Regions from separate parts of the Macaca mulatta genome. Here region 2 is linked to region 1. A link is a contact called in public Hi-C data. All regions are on one chromosome and are shown on one strand. Each heading gives the region's core, a stretch centred on a gene start, on an enhancer-like site or on the middle of the called end of the contact. The rest is flanking DNA. Distances are from core to core; before and after follow the strand shown.

Region 1 (4,567 bases), core at 1,232-3,731:
ATTTTAACATACACTATACTGCTCTATACAAATGCACCAAATCCTGGGCAAAACATTCCTAGGTTTTTTTTTTTTTTTTCCCAATTGGAAGCAGGTAGGGAAAATAAGTGCTTTAATTCCTAGGATTTTGGAAGTAAAAATGGAAGGCCAGACAAAAATGGAATTTTGAGGCAAATGTAAAGCTTTGAACTTGGATATCTCAAAGTATTATACAGTGTAAACTATCATGATTATTAACCAACTATAAATAGTTCTTTTCTTTTTTTAAATTTTATTTTTAATTTTAGAGATAAGGGTCTTGCTATGTTGCCCAGGCTGGAGGGCAGTGGCTACTGACAGGCATGATGTGGCACTGCAGCCTGGAACTCTTGGGCTTAAGTGATCCTTCCTGCTGCTTCTATCTTAGAAAAAAAAAAAGTTACGCTTGCTTGTTAAAATATTTTTAAAATGCTGTGTTTAAACTAAAACGTAAATATCCGCCCCACCTCTGACTTCTAAAAATTATCTAGAGTATGACTGATAAGATTTTTACCTTTAATCCCACATAAGCCTAACATTTGTGTTCATTTCCAACAACCAAAGTGTGTCACTTTTATACCAGAATTTTGTCCTGCTTGTACGCTTACTACAGACCTCTCATGGGAGAGAGCATCCATGCATTTATAAATTGTTATTGAATAATTTTATTGAATGATGACACCCAAACTGAGCTAGAACATCTTTTGTGATCTTGGATAAGTCACTCTACTTTCCTTTCAATTTTCTTTTCTCACAGGGAGATAAAAATCATAAAAACGACTGTAAAGTACAGCACTTCATAGAGTGCTTTTTGTTTAAAGAGCTGACAATAAATACGAGTCACAAGGTCTAGCAAAACCTCCCTCAGAACCCGAGCTGCTTGAGGACAAGGGATTTTCTTGTTCGGAATCAGCAGTACCTTATTTGTGTATCTGTGATAGAGTTCCTGGCACATAAGAAGATAGAGTTCCTGGTACATATTCTCAATAAATATGTGAATTTATTGACTATTAGGCAGATTGCAATCTTGACAGGCCACTGCCTCTTAAATCTCTTTTCCGTGATCTTTTAATATTTAACATCTAAAAGGCCGCCGCTACTTGTTTTGGGATAAGTGTCCCCAGTATGTACTTTAAAATGCCCAAGCCTTGAGAAATGATTCTTGTCTTCAGGGCACCATTTCGCTTTCCCACCGTAAAGCGCCCCAGGCTTGGGATCTGGGTCCCAAGGCTACAGGGAAGAGTTTGGAACGGGAAGCTCATCTTCCGGCCCTCTGATTGGCCGGCTCGCACTCCACTCACGCGGCGCGCGGCTCTGATTGGCCTCGGCGGCACCCCTCGGCCCGCGACTACTTTGTGTGCTGGGGCGGCGCGCTCAGGTCCTCCCGCTCAGCTGGCGGTCTGGGCTGCTCTGAGGCAGCCCTTCGGCCCACTGCTCTGCATCGCGGGCGACGGGAATTTTCCGAGTCCGAGCGGGTAGGACACATCCTAGGGCAAAGCCTCTCCCCTCGCTGTTCTCTTTCCCGTACTGAATAAACTTCCGCCTCAGAGGGGCTGTCGCAGCCGCGGGTCGGGAGAGGCCGGGCATCGAACTCAGGCCCTCGTGGGGGGGCGGTCTTTCTCTTAGAGTGAATGTGGAAACAGCTCTCACAAGATAAAGTAGGGCTTCGCTGAGTCTCCTGGGGGAGCGATGCCATTGTAGGATCGCGCTGGAAGCTGCAGCCAAGCGGCCAAACGCGGGCTGCAGGAGCTGAGCAGCAGCAGCTCCCACCCCTAAAAGTAGCAAGGAGCCAGCTTCAAAACCTCTAGTGCGGGTGCCCCCTAGGGCAGCCGACTGAGCTGGTACGGGCCGGTCCGTTCCCAGCGCTGTAGGGAGCACGGCATTCTCAGGAGGCGGCTCTCCTCCCGGGATCCGGGATCCGCTCGCGCCCCGCTCAGCCTCCGGCCTTCAGGCGGTAGAGGGCGGCCTACGCCTATGTGCGAGCCGGCGCCCGCGTGCGCAGCCGCTGCCCTGCTGGAACTGTGCCGTCCCGCTGTGGCCCGCGGCTCTGCTAGGCGGTGGATGCTGCTGCTACGCTCTCCACGGGTGCAGCGAGGAAGGGGGCGGGGAGAAGCCCTGGCACATGCCAGGGTCGCCGTAGGTGGCAGCGGCCGGCGCATGCGCGCCCTCTCCCAGAAGCCAGGAACGCCGAGGGGCGCGCGCCCCCATTCGCGCGCGCACGCCGGCGCTGGCCGAGGCTTCCCCGCCTGCGCTCCTTGTCAGAGCCTCTCCGGCGCGTGCGCGCGTTATCTCCGGCCGACCGGAGGAGCCGGTTCCCTCCGCTCCAGGCCCCCTCCCCATCCCGCCCCCTCCTCCCGGCCCCAGTCGACCCGTCCCTTCGTCTCCCCGCGGAATGGGGCCGGCACTATTTGGGGTCGCGCGCCCTAGACCCAGCTCGCTCTCGGTCTCGCGCTGTCAGCGACTGCCCGGCTCGCGCCGCCTCGCGCTCTGCCTCAGTCAGTGGCGCCGAAGGCTCCGTTAAGCGGCGGCGGCGGTTCCTGTTTCCGTTTCTTCCTCTCCGTTCAGTCGGGAGTAGCATCCTCCACCCAGCCACCCTTCCCACTCCCCCAGCGTGGGGCAGCTGCAGCTGAGGGCTGTGGCTTTGGCAGCTGCGACGGGGAACGGCGAAGACCGCCTCTGCTCCCGCCTCGGGTAAGGGGGCGTTTTGGGAGCCGGGCCCCGCGCGCCTCGGGGTCTTGGGCTGGGCTGCGCGCGGGATCTGAGGAGGCTCCGCGGCTGTCCCTGCTCGTTTCCCCAGGCGACCCCCGGGCCTGTTGCTGCAACTGCTGCCGGTTAACCAGCAGCTCTCGGAAAAGTGGGGAGGGAGCCCCCGGGACGCTCTGGCGGATGCCTTGGCGCAGCCCCGGGGGCGCAGGCAGAGGGTGAGGGGCGCTTGCCTCTCCAGCCGGGACTCGGAGCTGCGGCGCCGCTGCCCTCGGCGTCGCGCATCCTTGCCTAGGGCAGGGGCCAAAACCTAGAGGAGGAGAATGGATGGGGGCGGGGGTGGGAGGTGTTCGTCGTCTCCCCTCCACACCTGTCTTACCTTCGCCAGCAGCTCGGTCCCTGGAGTCGCGGTCTGTGGGGAGGAAGATGCCCGTGCGTTATGGGCTCTCTCTGAGTGCTGCTTGGGCTAGAAAGCAGGGAGTGGACCCGCACAAAGATCCGCGAGGGACCGTGCTGGGCAGTTAAAGGCTTGAGTGCAGCTGTACTCCCTTTTGATGTGCAAATGACGAGCTGGCGGCTTTTGAGTGTCTCAACTTATTTGGGAAGGTTAAATGAGTCCATATTTATCCGTTTTCGGAGGTTTGTCCTGCAAGATTGAGTGGGTTGTCGGGTGCAGCACCTGTTCTTTCTTCACAGTGGGGATTGCAATCTTCAGAGACGCAGTGTATTTAAGTTAAGTGGCAGTGTCATGCTTAGGGTTTGTCCCTGATGAGCTTTTATTTTAGCGTTTTGCGGTATAATATAGATTGAGGCCTTGGTTAAAGGCACGGAGAGGTGGTGGTTTTTTCCTTCCTGTGTTTGAATTATTTACAGTTTATTTAAACCCACTCAGGAAGGTGGACCCAAGAAAAGCCAAATTCTCCAGTAGATAATCCCCAATTTCAAGGTTTTGCGGAACAAATTCAACACAACTTTTGTGTCAGTTTAGAGTTAAACGCATCTGAAGTAACTGACTTAACTGACTTGCCTCTGAAAACTGTTGGCAGGTTTCATTATAGTTTTTTTTTTCTTGTTATTCCTGCGGTTAGGTGAATATTTATTTTCTTGATTAAATTTACATTCCATGTTTTATGGCTAATTCATTAAATAGGTGCATCATATATAAAGTATTTTAGGAGAGAAATTACTATTTAACCACTACAGTATATCAGATATATAAGAAATAATGGAGTTGTAGTCTCTGCTCTTTAAAATAGCTGTAAAAACATCTTAAAACCCTATGCCAAATAATAAGGCCCTGTACATTGCTGTCCTTGTGAAATCTGCTATGTGTATAGAAAATCTTAATAACTTGATTTATAAATACTACAGTACTAGTGAGAAGGTGGGAATTCAAGCATTTGTAATTGTGATTTTACAGGTTCATTGTGTAAAAAATGCCGGGAGTTAGAGATGAATAGGCTATAAGGAACATACAAAGGTAGTTCCAAGACATGGATTTTCTTTTTGCTGCTTTATAAATTGAGAATTCTATTTGAATTCAAGAGCTGAACAGCTGGAATGAAACTTGCATGGATTGCAGAAACATGCAAAAACGTATCTTTGGTCAAGTTGTGAATTAACTTGAGTATCTTGTTTAATAGGATAGTGATTCAAAATAATTTCCATAAAATATGACATTATATAGGTTATATTTTGAGGATATTTTTGAATTTAACTAGAAAGTCACCTGAAGTTGTTTTCCTACAAATCAGTTCTGTTTAAGATGTATAGAATTGAAAAAAAAAAAAAAATAACAACAGTAATTCTGATTACATCCTGCATTGTTTTGTTGCAAATTCTTACC
Region 2 (4,567 bases), core at 1,038-3,537, 640 kb after region 1:
ATGAACGTGGCTCAGTGTCCTCTGTTGGGCATTGACGCTGAACATGAGAGTTATCTGACCTTCTGTAGCCTTAAATCCTGGGTCATGTTTTCCTGCCTTTGAGAGAGAGGCTCTTTGAGGAATGCATTTGTAATAGATAACCTGTTTCATCAAAATTGAAAATTTTATCTCTTCTGTAGCTTTATTCAGTTAATTTCTGAGTAATTGCTAGACGTTCCTTTCCTACCTTTTCATGTGCACTTGCAACTTTGCCCCTCAGTTGAAAATTCTGGAAATTAGAGTGGTGTTTGAAACCACTAAACCCACTACTCACAGCAGTAAAATGTGCCGCATCTACTAGATCTGGCAATTTCTGTTTAAGGTGTTTATAGAGAGATGGTGTATAGATTGTGCTTCTCTTTGATTTTGAAAAAGACTATTCTTATTTTTTATTATTTTATGTATTCTTACATAGTTTTGTTCAGCTTGGTGTGGTTTTCTGCATTCGTTGATTATTTCTTCTGTGTAAAATAGCCAAACACAAAATTTGTGTAATGCTCCACTTGTTCCCTAACATACCAATTGTGGTTGAACAAATTAGTGTTTTCAAAATAAGCGTTATTGCAGAATGGCTGGGGGTAGATTTCCCCCAGCTCCTTTAGCTCTGTCCAATGGAAAGGACTTAAAAGAATGACTAACCTCACAGTGGAATAGCAATGAGCATCCGTAGCACAATGATTAAGGTCTCAAAATACTATATCCCATTAAAAGAAAGCAGGGTTCTTAAAAAAATGGCTGGTTTCAGTCTGGGACAGGGGATGGGTCTGGAACATCTTGTTATTCCAGATAGCAGGGAAGCTATCAAAGACTACTAGGGTCATGTCAGAAGGACTCAGGAGCCAATTGAAGGAGCTCTTGCTGCCAAAGATGAGACCTTTGTATCTCAAAAAGAATTTTTCAATTGTATATACATACTTAATTCATCTAATGTGTTTAAATCCATGAGTTCCTCATGATATTTGAAAAACAAAACAGACTGGTTGCTTTGTTGGAGGATAAAAAGCACCTACTTATTATCTTGAAAACGGATAAATAAAGGCAAAGAATCAAGCATCTATCCTGTCTTTCTTTTGTGAACTGTGCCACTGGGTAACCAAATCAGAGAGGAGAGAAAGCATCTCTTTGTGGAGGTATTCCAGCTAATACATGAAAAAGGGAATTAGAACATTCCCATTTTGCAACCCCCAGTGAACTGATGGATCTCGGCACTGAACTTCAACAGCTGCTAACATCACAAAAGGGAGACATGCAGACAGTATTTGCCTCCTAACAAAAAACACAACACCATCTATAATCTTGCCAAGGGGATCAGACTTAAGTCTAATCAAGCCTTTGGATCCAGCTACCAATTTGCAGAAAACACAGAGCTCAGAAGAACATATTGAACTGTTTTCTTAAATAAAAAATCAGCAAAATCCAGACTGTGGGAAACTTTACCTTAAACAAAAGAAAACAAAAACAATCTGTAAGAATAAGATGAAGTCTAGGTGGAACTTCTAAGTTAAAAATATTAAAAAGACATAGCAAATTTTTAAAAATAGGCAAAGCTAAATTACAGTGCCTTAGGGATGCACTTTTTGTGAGAAAGCTATAAAGAAATGCAAGGAAGTGGTTGCTATAAGAATCGGGGTAGTCAGTAATTAAGTTAAACTAGAGAAAATTACAGAAACTCTATTTCTTTACAATTGTGTGTGTGGATTGAAAGTCATGCTCACTACATGCCTATTGAGCCATGCTTTTCCTGATCTGCCTTCTTTCAGGACAACGCGTAGGTTTGCATCTCTAGCCCAATGTGTAGCGCGTGCATTAGAAACCACAGGGCCTCACACCACACAGCGTTTCACCTGTGCTGAATGGTTTGCTACTGGGCTAACCCTTTGCCATCCTCCTGCGGGCTAAGGCAATTCCCTGGAATGAGCAGAGCAGCCACTTTATTCCTAGATCTCCTCTCTAAGGTTATGAGAAGATTCAGTGTTTGCTTTTTTCCCCCCTACATCCAGAAAACCAAAAACCAAAAAAAAAAAAAAAAAAACCCCAAAAACCAAAAACAAAAAAACACAAATGCTGGGCCTGCCCAAGATTTTTCCTCACTATCCCTGCAAGAGCCCAGGAGTCCTATCTGGCTGTTTCATGACAAGCCAATTAGGTAAAGATTGTTAATCAGAGTAATGAGGGGAGAAGGGACTGGAGGAAGGGAAGGAGGACAGGAGTGTGGCAGAGGCAGCTGCAGAAGGCAGGATTACCCCTCCCGCTCTGCTCTGATGTTTTATTCAGGCTGTTTGCAAATGAGCCAGCGGAAACAGCATTAACAATAAATGAGATGCATTAGACTGAGAAGGGGCTGGGGAGGGAGATTCGAGGGCCGTTCCTTGCCAGCCAGGCTCACAGGCTCCCTATTGGGTCGACAAAGGTGAGTCTTTCTCAGGCAGCCTTACCTGCTGGCCCACCTGTACTCCGGCTTTCTGAAAAGGTTTATGTCCCATTTAGCAAATAATACTAAGAAGCTCAGAGGGTTTTCTAGCCAGTGAGAGCCAGCCTGAAAGGCCTGTCCAACATACCAACACCTGATGGCTGGAAAATTTTCCTCCCAGCCTCATCACTGAGGTGATCACAACTCAGATGACCCGTGAGGTACTTTTAGGTCCTCCACTTTATTAAAATAATGAATACTTGATTTATGCTTTATAATTAACCAAGCACTTTCCATCATAAAACATTTCTCACAATAACCCTGTCAAGGATTGGGAGTGACCCATTTTATAAATAAACCGAGCAAGGTTATCCAGGGTCTGAAAGTCCTCACTTTCAGAATTCCATTCATTTTTTCCTTTTGGACAATTTCCATGAGATCAAATCTCCCCACCTACCCATTTACCCAGACTTGTATAGCTCCTTCTTTTCATTCAACAAAAATGTAGCAAATATCATAGGGGCTGAGCTAGGCCTCCGGAGCATAGGAAATCCCAGTGGCCAAAACATCCAGTTTGATTCTATAGGCTATGAAGCTGCCAGTTTTCCTCCGATGTGGATTCTGATTCTACTACAATTGGTGCTTCCCAATTTAAAAATGATGGCAGTCGTCATTGATGAAGCACATACTAAGGGCTAAGCTCTGCGGTAAACAACCTACAAATGCGATTTCACTTAAGCCTTTGAGTCTATGTCCCTTAACCCCAGACAGAGCTCGTGGTCGGAAACCATATGCTGCCAACACAATACTTTTTCCTTTTTTTTTTTTTTTTCTTGAGATGGAGTTTCGGTCTTGTCCTCCAGGCTGGAGTATAGTGGCGCGATCTCGGCTCACTGCAACCTCTGCCTCCGGGGTTCAAGGGATTCTCTTGCCTCAGCCTCCCTAGTAGCTGGGATTACAGGCACCTGCCACCATGCCCGGCTAATTTCTTTTGTATTTTTAGTAGAGACAGGGTTTCACCAGGTTGGCCAGGCTGGTCTCAAACTCCCTACCTCAGGTGATCCACCCTCCTTGGCCTCCCAAAGTGCTGGGATTACAGGTGTGAGCCACTGCGCCCGGCCAACACTTTTTATAATAAAGGGAGCAAGCTTTCGTTTTCCCTGTTGAATCCCACCCTTTCACAACCTTAGTGAAACTACTCCCGGTAGTGGGACATGTTCCAGTTGTCTGACTTGGCAGCATGATTCCTCCAGGTCAGCTCTTCCACTGTATTTCTTCCTCATACCCATCAGCATCATGGGCAAGGCTCTCTCCAGCAAACGGTGGTTAAAGAAGGCCAAGTTTCCTTTCGTAGCTTAGACAAAATAAACCTCTGGCATATAAATGTTGGATTCCTGTTGGTCAGGCCAATGAGACCCAAGAAGACTTAGAGTGATATTCCCTGGCACCCGTCTCTCTCGAAGGTCTCCCCAAATATCCCCAATATCCCAGGAAGGCATAAAGGAAGGAAAAGATGTCTATCGGAGAGAAGCAGAGCTCCAGAAGACAACTGTTTACCTAGTGTTGCTTTTCAGCGTAGGGACCTCAGTGTGGCAGCAGTATCCTCATCACCATTGGAGTTTGAGAGGCACTGAGTTAGAATACATGGGGAGAGAGTACAGTGTCGTGCTGTGGTTCTCAAGGTATGGGCCCCAGAGACCAGCAGCATCGGCATTACCAGGGTACTTTGAAAAGGCAAATGTTTGAGCCCCACCCCAGGCCAACTGAATCAGAAGCTCTAGGGGTGGGCCTCACCATCTGTGGTTAATAAGCCCTCCAGCTGATTCTGATGCATGGTAAAGTATGAAAAGCCCTGGTATAAACAATTACTTTTCCAAGCCCTGGCTCCCCGACTTCCAACTCATCCCTTAGGCTGCAATCTTGGCTGACATTTGGGGGAATGGAAGGAAGGCCTTGTATGCTTGGTTTTCCCCCTTCCATTTGATTTCCCTGGGGACGGTTCTTAAAACTCAAGCTTCTGAACAAAAAGTCTCTCTTGCTTGTAATTTAATCCTTCATTTGCATTGCCAACAATTAATGGGAAGAAAGAAGTTCCAGGACACCAACTGGCTTTTAAGT

Evidence for each region. A called contact is a pair of places that touch in the nucleus more often than the background predicts.
Region 2: a contact with region 1 is called in a Hi-C map of fetal cortex germinal zone, with 3 times the contacts expected there. The contact joins the enhancer-like site here to the promoter of LOC106999458 in region 1. A contact is called at or near these places in 2 of 14 Hi-C or Micro-C datasets (fetal cortex germinal zone and fetal cortical plate).

The regions. Positions count from the first base shown.
Region 1 is chr7:138,523,321-138,527,887 of T2T-MMU8v2.0, forward strand. LOC106999458 reads right to left here and starts at 2,482. Exons shown (of 1, transcript XM_077941216.1): 1 at 1,365-2,482. The coding sequence starts at 2,177. The coding sequence ends at 1,839. FUT8 (fucosyltransferase 8) reads left to right here and starts at 1,385. Exons shown (of 11, transcript NM_001266744.2): 1 at 1,385-1,493.
Region 2 is chr7:139,165,079-139,169,645 of T2T-MMU8v2.0, forward strand. All of the region lies in intron 3 of LOC144330299, which reads right to left. Among named protein-coding and RNA genes, the nearest start is that of CCDC196, 430 kb to the right of the region's middle. Within about 2 kb of position 2,288, at least 3 of the 40 cell types and tissues checked have an H3K27ac peak or open chromatin away from gene starts, as enhancers often do. A contact at or near this core is called in fetal cortex germinal zone, where this site is marked.